Regions from separate parts of the Oryctolagus cuniculus genome. Here region 1 is linked to region 2. The links are chromatin contacts, called in public Micro-C maps. All regions are on one chromosome and are shown on one strand. Each heading gives the region's core, a stretch centred on a gene start, on an enhancer-like site or on the middle of the called end of the contact. The rest is flanking DNA. Distances are from core to core; before and after follow the strand shown. Region 1 holds the start of TP53 (tumor protein p53). Region 2 holds the start of POLR2A (RNA polymerase II subunit A).

Evidence for each region. A called contact is a pair of places that touch in the nucleus more often than the background predicts.
Region 1: a Micro-C map of ear pinna shows a contact between it and region 2, with 1.9 times the contacts expected there. The contact joins the promoter of TP53 here to the promoter of POLR2A in region 2. A contact is called at or near these places in 2 of 6 Hi-C or Micro-C datasets (ear pinna and an unstated tissue).

What each region holds. Positions count from the first base shown.
Region 1 is chr17:52,226,457-52,230,013 of mOryCun1.1, reverse strand. TP53 (tumor protein p53) reads left to right here and starts at 2,154. Exons shown (of 11, transcript NM_001082404.1): 1 at 2,154-2,252. WRAP53 (WD repeat containing antisense to TP53) reads right to left here and starts at 1,884. Exons shown (of 11, transcript XM_070061338.1): 1 at 670-1,884; 2 at 437-535; 3 at 148-259. The coding sequence starts at 158.
Region 2 is chr17:52,049,547-52,053,186 of mOryCun1.1, reverse strand. It overlaps POLR2A (RNA polymerase II subunit A), which reads right to left and starts at 1,758. Exons shown (of 29, transcript XM_051825245.2): 1 at 1,257-1,758. The coding sequence starts at 1,349. It overlaps SLC35G6 (solute carrier family 35 member G6), which reads right to left. Exons shown (of 2, transcript XM_008270780.4): 2 at 3,103-3,640. The coding sequence ends at 3,220.

The sequences.
Region 1 (3,557 bases), core at 905-3,404, 180 kb before region 2:
CCACTCTCCCCCTCTCTCTATAACTCTGCCTTTCAAACAGATATGTAGATCTGTAAATTCACAGGGAAGACAAGTGTGTGAACAGGAAAGCCGTGGTCTACACTTTCTCCAGCTACATGAAGGTGCCTGCCAAGCCCCTCCCCTTACCATTTCGGCATATTCCACCTGTTCCTCCCCAGTGTACAGCTCCGGGGGCAGGTTGTAAATCCGCAGGATGTTATCAGCACTGTTGGTCAAGATGCAGGAACCGTCAGGAGCCCTAAAAATAGGAAAGGGTTAGAATCCTGGCCAGAGCCAAGCGGCCCAAGCCGAGCGCTAGGGCTAAGCTGACCTCTGGGGGTGCAAGACACAAAGGCCTAGGTCCTAAAAAGGGCGCCTCACCCCTCTCCCACGCTGCTTTAAGGTGCAAACCTCTGGCCCCGCTACCCTTACTCACCACTTACAGCCTTTCAGAAAGTTCTCGGGTTGGGCGCAGAACTCCGACCAGGAGCCGCTGAGAAATCGGGGCAGCTGGGAGAAGCTGTAGTTCCAAAGGCTGGAAGGAAGACGGAGGAACAACAAACCTGGGGCGCTGAGCCACGGGCAGACGGGCCTGGGGGCCGGCGGTCAAGGTCCTGCTCACACCTGCACTCGCCTCGGAGGCCACGGCCAGCCGCCGCCACCACTTACGTGTCTCCCTCCTCCGACAGGCCTTCCGCGGCCGCCCCGTCCGCGGCTTCTGCAGCGAGGCTCGCCTCTTCGCCAAGTTCTTGCTCCTGCACCGGCGGACCCAGCTCGGTATCGAACTCGGCTTGCAGAGCGGACAGAGAATCTGGGTCTCCTGCGCCCAGCTCCTGGGGGAACCCTGAGCCAGGCACCGCACCCGGGGACGCCCGGGGCCGATCGCTGCCTTCGGGCGCCGGCGGCATCGGTTCGGGATCCGGAGTTTTATCCACCGAGGAAGCCCGCGGAGACTGACCGGCTGCAGCGGGGGCCTGGTCCCCCGGAGCTGAGGGCTGAGCCTCCGACGCCTTCATACTGCAGAAGCAGTGCGGCAGGCATTGGCCTCGGCCGGGCGGCCAGGACGGCTCCGAAGCTCCCGGGAACCGCGACGCAGACCTGGAGGAGCCCACCCGCGCCTTCCTGCCTCCTCCGGGAGCGGGAGGCGAGAACAGCACTGAGAGCCGGCGTCTCTCAGCACCGTGGTAGCTACACGCCACTGGCTCTCGCGGGACTTGGGCCCACCTTCGTCCCGATTGGACCTCCGCACCCCGGAGCGGATTTCGCGGGCGAACCACGTCGGGGCGAGGCGGGGGCCTTACAGGTTTAAGACTTACAATTCCCATAAAGCCCTACGGCTCCTCGTGGCTGCTGGGAGTTGTAGTCTGAACGCGTCCGCCTTGGCGAGAAGTACCAGAGCGCCCCCTACCGTCTCCCACGACAATTCTCAAAGCGCCTACCCGCCTCAGCCTGCAGAGGGCGCCTGACCTTGCAGCTTTTACACCTCTTCTGCATCCCATTCGCCAATTCCTCAGCCCTCTGTCTCTCTCCATTCATTCAGTAAATATGTATTATCAAGCTCTTGCCACCCTGCACTGCACGAGCCACTGGGGAACACAACGATGACAATAGACAGGTTCTCTGTCCTCAGAAGGTTGCATTGCTGTGTGGGAAAGGGTGACTAGATCTGCAGATAGTGAGAACGGTTGTGAGGGAAACTAAACAAGATGGTGTGATATGAAGTACTTGGGGGACGCGTTAGACTGGGACGTTAAGGAAAGCCCTTCTAGAAGGTTACGGTTGAGCTGATGAGAAGAAACTAGCTATCAGGGCAGTGTTGCGGACAAGAGGGAAGCGGCGAAGACAAGAGCTTTCTTCCTTCCACCCTTTATATTCAAAATGGTTTCCGCCAATTCTGCCCTCACAGCCCTGGCCTGCAGAACTTCGCCGCGACAAAATGTTAGCCGCTACAGCACCGAGGCTGCAAGAACCCTGACTCTCTCCACACACACACCCTCCATTTCCTTCGCCTCACGCCGGCAGGCGAATGACTTGCCCTTACTTGTCATGGCGACCGTCCAGGAGCCTCGCGGGGGCTGATGGGATTGGGGTTTTCCCCTCCCATGTGCTCGGACTGGCGCTAAAAGTTTTGAGCGCCTCAAAAGTCCGGGGCCACCGTCCGGGAAGCAGGTAGCCGCTGGGCTGCGGGGGCACCTGGCGTCCGTGGCCGGAGCGTGCCGCCCGGGGCCGTGACACGCTCTCCTGAGGACTGGGTAAGGCCTTGACTGGGACTGATGCGTCCCCTCTAAGGGATTTGGCTCTGGGCACCTTGCATTTTCATCTAGGGGCGCAGCTGGGGGTGGGGCAGTGGGGGTGGACGGGGGCTCGGTGGGAGCGAGAGGCCGGCTGGCGGGAGGAACAGAGGAGTGCCGCGTCGGGAGGCCTGGGTGCGAACGCTGGGCAGGGGAGTGGGGCTTTCGGGGGGACCTGAGCCAGCCCCAGGTTTACTTCGCCCCCGAAATAACATGCACTAAGCCTTGGGGGCTGAGGTTTCCACATCGCGAGACTCGGACCTCTAGGCCCGAGATGGTAAGGTCCAGGGCAGCGGAGGGAAACCTCGGGCTCCGTTCCGAAGAGAGCGCTCGGGTCTCGGGACTTCCGGACCTTTGTCTCCCCGAAGTGGTCATCGCAGCCGGCCGCCGGCTCCGCCGGATGGAGAAACTCCGATCAAAGCCGGGCGGCCGTGGGACGCGCCGAGCAGAGGGTTTGCTCAAGGCAGCCGGGGAGACCGTCCCGGCCTGAGAGGCTCGGCAGCCCTGTTATTGTTTGGCTCCACATTTACATTTCTGCCACTTGCAGGAGCATTTCCGGTTTCTTTTTTGCGGAGCGGCTCACGGTTCCCCCTATGCGGGGGGTGGGGGGAGAGAGAAACTAGTGTCTTTCAGGCTGATTTCTGTTCCTTGCGGGAGAGGTGTCTATCATTTCCCACCTTTTCTGCCCTCTGGATGACTTGGCTCCTGCTTTTGCTAAGAAGGGAGGATTTGTTTTGATGCACACCTCCGTCCCTCCCCCCGCCTCTGAATGGTGCGCTCCACCCTGCCCCCCTCGCAGCCTAGGTGGACGCTACCATTCTGTGGGACGGGGGGGGAGGCGAACACGTTACAGATGGCAAAACCAAGTATTTTCGGAAATGGGTCCGCTGGGGAATCGAATTCTGGAAGTGTGCAATGACAGGCCATTCGTCTGTGTAGGGGAAACAGCTTCTCTAGTATCCGGTTTTGGGCTAAGCCATACCAATTCCAAACGCAGTCCGGACGTCGTAAAAGCGGAAGGGGCGGGCCGGCGGGGTCCTGCCCGCGGGCGGCGGCGGGGCCGGCGGGGTCCGTGTGCCCTGCTGCTGCACCGCGCGGGGCGTGGCGGTGCCCCGGTGTGTCCCAGGCCCTGGGCACCGTGGCCCGATGTGCCTGTCGCTTTTCTAAACTGTCCTTCGCGGAAGCTTAAGTGCTTCTCTTCCCCTCGGCGCCTGGCGTAATTTCAGCCTGTGAGATGAACGGGAGATAGGCAAGGCAAGGTGGAAA
Region 2 (3,640 bases), core at 509-3,008:
AGAAATGGCTCTTATTTTTATGTAGGAAATCTGCCCTGCTCTTGCATAATGCTTAGCTCATTTTAGAAACTCCGTAAGATGTACAGGTAATTTTACTACCATTAAGGACTGCTGCCCCTGGTATCAGCCCTCCCACAGCCTTCTGTATTTTTGCACCCGTGACTTAGGGCTTTTGTAAACTCCATCTGGAATTTGTTCTGTGGTATGGTGTGAGGTCAGGACGTTCCGACTCAGGACACAGCTGAGCTGTCCCCTACCAAAATCAAATCCGTCCACACACAGCCATTAAACTACACTCTCCCCGGCCAACTGGCTCCCTCCTGTGAGCTCCGCTAAGGAAGGTGTCCAAGTCCCAACCGCTCTCCCCTGGGACTAACCCTACTCTTCCCCCCTCCCCCAATCGGTTCTTGACAGAGCAACCACAGCAGCATGTTTTTAAATGTAAACTTGAAGTCACTCTCCTGCTTCTAACTGTCCACCGGCTTCCACTGAAAATAGGATTATACCTTGAGTTCTTAACCGTGATATCCCACACTTCTCCAGCCCATTTCCGTAATATCCTCTCCTCACCCACTGAAGCCCACCCATACTGGCCTGTGAGCCTGGGACACGGTCAATCCATTCCTCTCTCAGGCCTTTTGCACTTGCTGTGTCTTCTTGCCTCAGAATCCGAGTTGAAATGGCTGCTTCTCAATCGGGTCATGTCACCTTCTTCCCAGACCCTGACACCACCCCAATTAAAGTCGCCCAGCCTCAGGGACTCTCCATAGCATTATCCCGTTTCGCTTTTATTCAAAGCACTCCAAATTATCTCATTCACTCCTTTATTCACAATGCTCAACTGCCCTTTCCCCCAGGAGACTGGCCAGTCCAACGCCGTCTCCCCAGCGTCTGTCCTACCACGAGCCAGGAGCTCAATCAGTATTTATGGAGGGGGGAGAGGGAAACCTGGGGCTTGGCTTTGCCACGCAAACTAGCACAGATCCCCTCGGATGTGTCTGATCTCGCTGAACCAGGGTTAACTCCGCGGTGTGGAGCCAGTCACCCCGACTCCGACACAGCCCTACACTTGCTCAAATCCTTGCAAAATGTAGCTCTGTTAGGGAGTTGCCGGGGGTGCGGGGGTCCCGAGGCTGGCCCGCACACCGCCAGCCTTGGCGCCGGTAACTCGGCTTCCCCGCGGGCAGGGAGAACGCCAAGTTTCCGCAGCCACCTTCCAGCCCCGCCCGCCGGCGAGGGAGGACCGAGCAGCTTACCAGCTCATCCGGACTGAGGACTCCGAACTGCACTCTCTTGATGGTGCGCAGCGGGCATGCGCTGTCCCCGGAGGGTGGGCCACCCCCGTGCATGGCCGCGGCGGGCGCGCTGCGCAGGCGCAAACCTCGCTACAAAAAGCCTGCGCCGCCTCCGCCTAGGCGCTCAGACCCCGTCGGGGCGGCCGCCGGGAAGGACCTCCCCGAGTTGGGAGGAAAAAGCCGGAGGAGGGAGAGGTGGGGGAGGGAAAGAGGCGGGGAAGTGAAAAAAGGAGCGAAAAGAGCCCTTCTCCCCCTTTCCGGAGATTTTTTTCGGCTCCCAAAAAGGAAAAAATAAAAAGAGGGGAAAAGGAAAAGGTTTCGGGGAGGAGGAAGAAGAAAAAGGTTAACGAATAAATAAGTAACCGGGCTCCTGAACGGCGGAGGGCACGGCAGTTTGTCTCTCCCCCTTCCGGGAGCCGCCTTCTTCTCAACCGCCCCGGCCGCGCTCTCGGCGCTTCTGAGAAGCGAACCGGCCGAATGACGGCCTTTATAGCTTCGCCCCTGAGTCCCCGCCCCTTCCTTTCCCGCCCTCCCTTGCGCTACGGGGCCGCCCGCGACGGGCCGCACGGGACGCGCGCGCTCCCGCCGTTGAGCCTCCTCCGCGGCTCCCCGATCTGGCGACCTTTTGAAGTGACGGGGAAGGGGGGATATATATATATTTTTTTTTTCGTAAAAGCGCGCCGCCTCGCTTCGCTGCCCGCTCTGGCATTAAGGTTGAAGGTGTGAAGGATCGAGGGTAAAATCAGGCCGCTTTTATTTCAGCTTGGAGTATGGTTTCGTCTTCAGCAAAAGACTCTCCTTGACGCCCGCCCCCCTCCCCCAGCTGGGAAATGGTGTGTTCTGCGAATCCGTGATGGAGGCGGGGCCGGCCGGCTCCTCCTGAGCGGGTTCCGGAGGGAGGGGCGGTGCTGGGGCTGTCCTCGCTCTTGAATATGCAGTTTCGCTGTGAATATGCATGAATAGACCAAGATGGCGAGGCCAGTTGCGCCTCCGGAAGTAGCCTCCTGGGACGAGTGGGGTATCTCCTGGCCTCTAACCGGGAAGAGGGTGCGGGGGAGAAGGGCTGTACCGAGCCTTAGTCCCAGATTCCCGGCCTGAGCCGCTTCAAGAGGCTTGCTCCGGAAGGAGTGGCCACTCACTGTCCAGCAGAGATCACGAGACCGGGACAATCCGGGAAAAGCAGATTAGCCACGGGGCGGCACACGAAAGTCCTGGGGAATTGGGGGTCGGTTGTGTTGTCCGTGGCGGGGGCCGGGGAGCGGGGGGGGGGGGGGAAATCAAGGAATCTGAGCATTGGGAAGTCCTCCACCTTCTAGAACAGTTCCGCAATAACCGGAGGGGAGGGTGGGGGTGAGAACATCCCCGGAGAGACTCCACTGAGAGCCGTGGAGGATTTCCACTCTCCCTCCAAAGCCAAGATGACACCGGCTGCACAGCCGCGTTCAGCGTGATCCTTGTTTGATGTCAGTGTCACGTCATCACCCCAAGTGGTGGGGGCACAACCACAAGGAGAGGAAATCATCTTTCTTGTCGCCCAGGGAGGAGGAAAAGCACGCTCCCCTCCCCCAGCGCAGCTGCTTGTTCCATCTGCCTGAGCACACTGCGCCCTCCACCCTCAGTGCTCCTCTCTCTGCTACCGAGGGAATCCTCCCCATGGCCCACAGCCCCTTGCCTCAGCCTCGTGGGACAGGCTCCTCAGACCCTACCCCGTAGCTATACTGATTGCTGGGACCCAGCCTAGACACCCTGGCTTGCTGCTGTGGGTCTTCCAGGTGGTCGCTCTCTCTACCAAGTCCCCAGGCCGCCCTGGGCTCCGAGGGGTGTCCCTGCCCCACACCAGTTCTCCTCCTGTCACTTGCTGTCCCACGTTTGTATTCCAGTCTGTCCTATTTACCCCTGCCCCCCCAACCCCCGACTCTCCAGTTCAATCACACCCCTCTACCTGCCCTTCCCTCTCACAGCTGAGGTTCTGGGCGGTGATGATGGCAATGCTACCCAACACGACCCCTGCCCCCATGATGTCGGAGGGTGCCACGGTCTCATAGAGCACGTAGTACTGCAACATCAGGGCCACCACCACCTCAGAGTGCAGGACCGCACACACCAGGGCAGGGTGGGCCTTGGTGACCGCGTAGCTCACACACACAAAGGAGACCAAGGCGAGGATCCCCACTGCCCCGACACAGCTCCAGCTCAGAGGGTCACTGGGCAGCACGGGGGTCTGCAGCACAAAGAGGCCCGGCACGGAGCCCAGCAGCCCCACCAAACCAAACAGGAAGGCCACTGTCGGTAGGCAAGAGGGGAAGTGCAGGGAGCGGTAGACCAGAAGCCCCAGTGACAATGCC